Linked DNA regions of Cricetulus griseus: region 2 is linked to region 1. The links are chromatin contacts, called in public Micro-C maps. All regions are on one chromosome and are shown on one strand. The core of a region is the stretch at or near the end of the contact, and the rest is flanking DNA. Distances in the headings are between cores, read along the strand shown.

What was found. A called contact is a pair of places that touch in the nucleus more often than the background predicts.
Region 2: a Micro-C map of the CHO-K1 cell line shows a contact between it and region 1, with 5 times the contacts expected there. The contact joins the promoter of Rps6ka3 here to the enhancer-like site in region 1. A contact is called at or near these places in 2 of 8 Hi-C or Micro-C datasets (both in the CHO-K1 cell line).

The regions. Positions count from the first base shown.
Region 1 is chrX:93,908,483-93,912,084 of CriGri-PICRH-1.0, reverse strand. No RefSeq gene overlaps it. Among named protein-coding and RNA genes, the nearest start is that of Trnak-cuu, 59 kb to the left of the region's middle. Within about 2 kb of position 2,159, at least 1 of the 6 cell types and tissues checked has open chromatin away from gene starts, as enhancers often do. A contact at or near this core is called in the CHO-K1 cell line, where this site is marked.
Region 2 is chrX:94,187,154-94,191,017 of CriGri-PICRH-1.0, reverse strand. Rps6ka3 (ribosomal protein S6 kinase alpha-3) reads right to left here and starts at 2,603. Exons shown (of 22, transcript XM_027432762.2): 1 at 2,303-2,603. The coding sequence starts at 2,371.

The DNA of each region.
Region 1 (3,602 bases), core at 910-3,409:
ATTTCAAAGTGGAGAACAAAACTATTATCAGCCCATAAAGAAGAGGAGACTTGGATGCAGCGAGGGAATCACCCCTTAGGTTATAGTTTCTTGTAGAGTGAAGTCCATTTAGCGAGGAGCATTTGCTCCACCAAGACTGGTCTCTGTGCTTGTGCCATGCATTAGAAAGCAAGAACATGGCAAATGTGCTGACTTGTAAAGGGGCTTGGGACTATAGAAAACAATATGTACCTTGATCTAAAAAAATACTCTTTCTAACAAGTCTAATGACATAATATAACTTCCCACTTTAGGGATAAAACATCCCATATCAGCATCCCTGCAATCTTGGAGGATGACATTGAGTGATCTGACAGAGAACGTGCTAGGGAAACTACAAAGTTATCAAGAGTCCTTGAAATGTCCTCGCTGTCATTGACCTTCAGCAATACCTTCTGTGCTCCAATATGCCTGAAATATACTCAGGCAACTTAGATGTTATCCTACAATTTCAGAATTCTGTATGCTTTGGCATTTCTACTACTCTTATTCTGTATCACATTGTAGGACCAGAGTGGCCTCTCTCTGAATGTTAAGGAATGAACATGCTTTGATGGTAGTTTTGTTCAATGATTAATATAGATTTATACTTTTGAATAGGCTTCAGAAAGTTTCCCATGCTTAAAGAACAGTGTCTCTGACTGTGAATAGCATTCTTGATGTGGTGAATGAACAATTAGGCCAGAGCAGCTCTAATGGAAGTGGGAAGTGTCTGATCGAGTGCGTTCCATGTGTCATCTCATCCGTAAGTAACACTGCACTTAAGGGTTGAATCAGCATGAAGGATATTATTGGTCTCTTTGAATTTATCCAGCACAGAATCTGAAAACAGAATCAAGGAGCAAGGAATGAAGGAACTGGGAAATCTCTAACTGAGAAAATTAGAAACTAATGACAAACAGGATTTCCCTCTTCAATATTTAAAGGACTACTATCAGACTCAAAGGATATGTTTTTATTCTGTATTGACTTAAAAGGCAGGAATGGGGCTGATGCATACAAGTTATCTAGGAGGGGATTCCATCCAGAGTGAAAAGGAATGGTTCCAACAAAAGAACAAGCAGACTCAGAAGAGTTAGTTATCTCTGCAGGTAAGAGCTATCTATGAACAAGGGTGGAAAGCAGGCACCAGGGATTTTACATTAAGTTGGATCACAGATTGGATTTTTTTTTTGAGACAGCATTTCTCTGTGTAGCCCTGGCCATTCTGGAACTCTCTCTATAGACCAGGCTGGCCTTGAACTCACAGAGATCTACCTGCCTCTGCTTCCTTAGTGCTAGGATTAAAGGCATGCACCACCACCACTGGTTTTAAGATCAGAATTCTTTAGAAAAAAGTGTGTGTGTGTGTGTGTGTGTGTGTGTGTGTGTGTGTGTGTGTGTGTGTGTGTGCGCACAAGCACATTTGTATTTGGGGGTGCCCTAGGAGGCCAGGAGAGGTCATTAGATTCCCCTGGAGGTGAAGTTTGAGCTGAGATCTGAAACAGCAGCAAACATTCTTAATGATGAGCCATCTCTGCAGCCCTGCAGATTATATTTCTGTAAACACCTCTGATGACCCCCTGAGTCAATCTAACACTCACAGTGCTCTTCAGAAAGAATTTGGCAAGTGTTGTGGCACATGCCTTAATCCTAGCAACCAGGAGGCTGAGGTGGGAGGATCATGGGTTTCTAGCCAGCCTGGGCTGTATAGTGAAATCTGCCTCAGCAAATAGTATCTGGAAACCTGAGACAGGAGTCTTTAAAACATTCCATTCTTTTTAGTACATTTTAGGCTTTGAGGGTATTACAGGATTATTGTTAGGGGGTTTGTGTATCCTAGTAGTCTAAGTAAGTTTTCTAATAGAAGTACTCTGAGCCCTCTCAGAGTGCTGTTATGTTTTGATGAGATTTTGATAAGTACTCCCTTTTGTTATGTGATCCACTGACAAGAAGGTTCCAAGCTCTGCGTCCAAAGCACAAAGAATTTCTTCTTCCCTGGTGTCTTTTACCAAACCCAGTTTTGTTTTTAATACCTGTGTTCTTAACAGGAAAAGCAGGCAGCACATACCTCACATACCAGGACAGCTAAATTTTATTCCTTGACTCATAGCTCCCTGGCACTGACATAAGACACTCCACTCTGTTCTCTCCTTTGCCTAGCAACAGGCCAACAAAGGCTGGGGGAAGCAGACTAGAGGCTGCAGGCTCTGAGGCTCCAAGGCTCAGAACACAAACTGTCATCTAACTCTCCCTTCTCCAAACTTGAGATGCTTTTGCCCAGAGAGGATAAGTCTTTTCAGCAACTTTGAACATAGAATGCTAAGTATGACATGTATTATACATGCATCTGTCGCATGTGAGTAAATGACATCCACACAAGACAAAAGGCATAAGTAACCTTGTCTCCTGTCACCAAAGTAGTGAAGGAGAGTAAAAATCCTTTAGTGGTCTGAGCAGATCAATATTGGACTCTCAGGCAGGAAATTGTGGTGTGCTCACGTAGAAAGGTACTCAGACATAGTCCACATCAGCCTTGGAGCCAGACATCCTGACACAGGGTAACATAATGGCTCACAAGCATTGAATGGCTTCTAGAATTGCAGTCTAAATTCTCCCATAATATCCCCGACTCAGAAGTCCCTTTACGAAAGAAAGTCAAGATGAAAGAGCATGAAATAGCTCTGAGTAAGTTTCCAGTCTCCTAATTTAGGTGAATTACAAGCCAGGGAACGAAGAGATCTCACAAATTAGATGATGACAGACTTATTGTTTACCTCTTTTGGGTGGGAGATTGGCAAAGATAAACAGTCACAGAAAGCAGAGATGCCAAAGTAGAAATCCATTTTCAAGAGGAAGGAGAGAGCTTTCACATACTATGACCTTGGCATTGATTTTCAGAGATGTTCAAAAACATACTTAGAGAATAATCTATGCATTCTTAGAAAATGATCTAGGAAACCCTAGTACTGAGTATGGGTTCATAAGGAAGAAATGTAGTGATACAAAGTTATTTTTTTAAATTATGTTTTTGGTTATTATGATAAAGCAGGAAATATAACAGAGAGCATTTGTCAGTATTATTTTTAAAACAAACTTGTTGATACATAATTTGCATACAATAAACTACAGCCATTTAAACTGTACAGTATTATGAGTGAGATGGCTTAGCAGGTAAAGGTGCTTGCTGATGAACTTTTCAACCTGAGTTCCACCCCTGGCTCCAACATACTGGAAGGAGAGAACCTAGTCTCTTCAATTATCCTCTGATTTCCACAAAGATCTATGGCAAACACTGTCTCCCCACCCCAAATAAACAATGTAAAAAATAATCTTAAATGTGTGCACCCATGTAACTAATACCACTCAGAGTAAAGAAAATCTTTATTTTCCTGGCATATATTCTTGTAACTCTTGACACTGGAGCTTTTCCCAACTCCTGGGCCCAGGCAAGCACTAATCTACCTATCATCACATATTAATTTTAGTTTTCTAGAATTTCATATAATTGGAGATTTACCATATGTAAATTTTTCTTTCTGGCTTCTATATCCTAACTACCTATTGTTTCTGAAATATGCTCA
Region 2 (3,864 bases), core at 1,354-3,853, 280 kb before region 1:
ACTAATTACAATTTTTGTGCTTTTAAGTACTGAATTTAGTTTCCTAACCTGTAACAATGGAGACCACAATCTCTGCTGAGTTACAGGAAAGATTAAAAAACAGTAGGTACAGCACAGTACCTTTGCATATATATTAGATGCTAAATAGGCTTGTATTTTATTTAAATGCACACTATACAGAAAAAGGATAAAGTAGAATTTTTAATGATTTCTCTCTACATACTGACACGTGCCAAGGAAAAATGTGGATTAACAATTTAACAAGCAAAGGAAACAAACTATCTAAAGGCAATTTGTTGAGGTATAGCTTTAATTTTAAATCATTTTTAATGTATGATTGGATTAATTTTGAATCATATTTGTTTTTGTGTGTATTTAAAAAGCAGACTCATACCTGGGCATGGAGGCACACTCCTTTAACCCCATGCTTGGGAGGCAGAGGCAAGCAGATCTCTGTGAGACCAAGGCCAGCCTGCTCTACATAGTTCCAGGTGAGCCTGGGTTGTCTCAAAAAACTTTTAAAAAGTCCCACAAAACTAAATTAAAAAGCAGATTCTAAGTATATACAATTTCATTGACAGGTGTGGCACTTTGGGAACATTTTAATCACCTTGATAAACTGTATTTTTAAATGCGATTTTTTTTCTGAAGAAACAAAAAATGAAGAGGATCCCTTGCCAGACTGTTTTTCACACTATCCATTCAAATGGTGATTAAACATTCTAAATTTAACTTTGTTACTAAAGACTTATAGAATCACATCGGCTCTCAAATTTAAATAAAATTCTTGTATTTCTGTCAGTCTTAAAAACGCGATTTTTCTTTTTTCCTTAAAAAAAAACCATGGCAATATATATCTACATCTATGTCTCCTTTATTTTTGAACAGCATTTAGATATTAAATGCATTATCTAGTAGCAAAATATATTAAGTATGGGCTTGTATGCTTTATTACAACTCTTCCTGCATTTAGGAAGATCAAATAAATTATATGGCAGTGGAGTGACTAGGGAGAAAACCTGAAAGACGATTTGATTGGATTCCTCTTTCCTCCCCTTCCCCCTCCAGGAGATTGTAAGTGTCCTGCATCTCACACCAAACTGAGCCTGAGTTTTACTGACGTAACCAGTAACCCTATCTACCTCTCACACTGCGGAGGCCGGCAGGGGCAGCGGCTGCCGCCAAGTACACCACTCATCAGAGCCTGCCCCATTCCACCCCCGCGTTTCAGTCATGCTTTCCAGAAATGGGGTCACTCGCTCAGTAACTATTACACACACCCAGCCTATCATCCTGTAATCCCCTAAAGTCCGCTGCGAGGATAGAAGGCAGCGAAAAGTCAAGAAAGAAGAATCACAGACGCGCCACCATCAGGAACTGATTTTTCCACTCTGGAGAAGAGCGCTGATACCCTGGAATGGATCTTGTCTGTATTATTTTCTCAGATCTCGAGTTGATTCTGGGACAGGGCGGCTGCGAAAAGCTCGGTGCAGGGATGTGTTCGCAGAAATTCTGTTTTGCCTTGTTTGGGTATATTGTTTGGGCTTTTTGACACTGGGGTGGGTATCTCAGGGATGGTCACCAGATCCCGGGCGAAGAAAACCAGAGAGCCCATTACAGCGACCGCTGATCTCCTTGAATTTCACCCGCTCACCTCCACCGACAAGAAAGAAAGTTATACTCGGGGTCTTACAACTCAGTGACCACCCCCCAAACAGGGAGTAGGGGACCGGAGACGTCTGGTTTTTCTTGTGCGGCAGCAGAAAGCGCTGCAGCAGATGGGGGGGGGTGACCCTCAGTCCTGTACCCCTTACTCAAAACCCTCAACACTCTGCCCGGCGTGTGCCCGTCTCTCTGCAGCAACTCCCTCGCTCGGCCAGACTCAAGTCTTGGCTCCAGGGTGAACCGAACCCATTACCCCAAAGTCGCTAAGATTCCGGAGAAGCCCCCGGAGCCGGCAGGGCCAAACTTCCCAACTCCCCGCCGGCTCCCGCTCTGCCTCCTGCTTCCCCCACGCAAAGTTGATTAAAACCGGCTTCTTGCAAAGCCTCAGCGCCCACTCCAAAACCCCACGCGCCGCCACACCGGCAGCCGCCCCCCCAAAAAAAAGCCAGGGAGAGGTGAGGGTGAAGGAGGGAGGAATAGACAGATGGGCAAACCCCAAAGACCCAAAGCAGAATCCCGCACCCGGGACAAGATGTGAGCCCAAGAAGGTGGTCAAAGGGGCAGCTCCAGGGAAGAGAGCTAGCCGGCGGAGGCGTGGGGAAGGGGCGCGCCTGCCCCGCCGCCCGGCTGCACTCACCTCAGCGCTGTCGGAAGGGCTCTCCACAGCCATCTTCTGCCACGGGTCCGCCAGCTGCGCCAGCGGCATCTTCCCCCCCCCCGGCCCGCCGCTTTCACCACCTCCTCCCTCCCCACCCGCCCCACGGCCGGCCCGGCTCCTTCGCCGCTCGAGCGCAAGGCAGAGTCGAAAAGCCGCAGCAGAACAGCCGCGGCTCCCGAGAGCGAGCTCGACGCCGACACTGACCGCCCGAACGCCCAGCGCCTGGCCACAGCCGTCCGCACTCCGAGCGAGAGCCTCGCGCCGCCGCCAGGCACCAGGGCTCGCCCCTTTCTTCCTCTCCTCCTTCCGCCGCCCGGACTACGGCTCCGCCCCCCACCTCCCCTCCCCGCCGGTTCCCGCGCCCGCTTCCAGCAGAACAGCGACCGCCGCGCGCTCCCCCACTTCCGCTCACAACATGGCGTCTAAGCGATACCTGTCTCTCAGAGCGAGGCTGGGCCTCCGCCACCACCACCGCGCGCACCCAGGGGCGTGGCTAGTGCAGGACACGCCCTTGGGCCGCTACGCTCGGCTCCTCCCCTTTCCCACCCCCACCCCTCCCTCCTCCTTCTCCCCAGCTTTGGCTTCTGGGCCTCGCCTACTTTCAGGAAGGGCGAGCCCAAGAGATTTGGGGGCGTTGGCGGGAGATGGGGGTGGGGGGGAGAGAAATGGGCAATGCAGGAAGGACAAGAGGCTGGGTGACTTTAACTTTTACGAAACCTAAGCAGGTTGGGGGCTCATTGAGAGTGGTTCGCGCTCAGCTGGAGAAGCTAGGCAGGGCGCTGGGGGCGCAGTCCCGTGCTAGCAGCCCGGGGCGGAGGCGGGAGATGTCTTTTCGGCCTTTCTCCTCCAGGGGTGCGTGTGGGCGCGCCTAGGCTATGGGCACAGCCCCTCCTGACCCAAGACTCCCCCTCTTCAGGGTCACATGCTGAGTATTCACCTGACCCCTTTTCTCCTCCTTGGACGAGGACTCCAGAGGCTTCGTGCCTGGGAGCCAGCCGCATGGTAGGTTCAGCTCCCAGTTTGATTCAGAGCTTTTCAAGTTGATTCTCGTGTTAAATTGTTAGTATTTGGGGTTTTTTTCGTCCCACCCTACCTCTGCCCCAATAACCCTTCCCAAGTGCATAGAGCCCTCGAGTTTCAGCCCAGACTATCACACCCCTCCCTTGCTATCTAAATCTTCAAACAGAAAACAGAGGTTCCTTAAGGTTGCCCTTCTTGGCAGAGATTAAGGAGTTAGTAAAAATATCTTGTAGGCAGGAGCGCGGGGTTCCTGCTCCTCCGTTGACTTTAAATAAAAGATTAGATTTTTATTTTTTTTTTTTAAGTCAAGCTGGTCGTAGGCGGAGGAGAAAGGGAGGGGGAGGTTGTGACTCCTCCTCCTGCCCAAGAAAAGGAAGCCCTGGGTTAAGGGAACCCAATCCCCAGTAGGCATCGGAGCCGCAGAATTCTAAGACTTTGAGAATTAAGGGCCTGGGCACTTGGAGTGGGTTCCAAGGATGTTCAATCCTGGGTTCTTAGCGCCTGCTGCTTAGGCGCCTTGT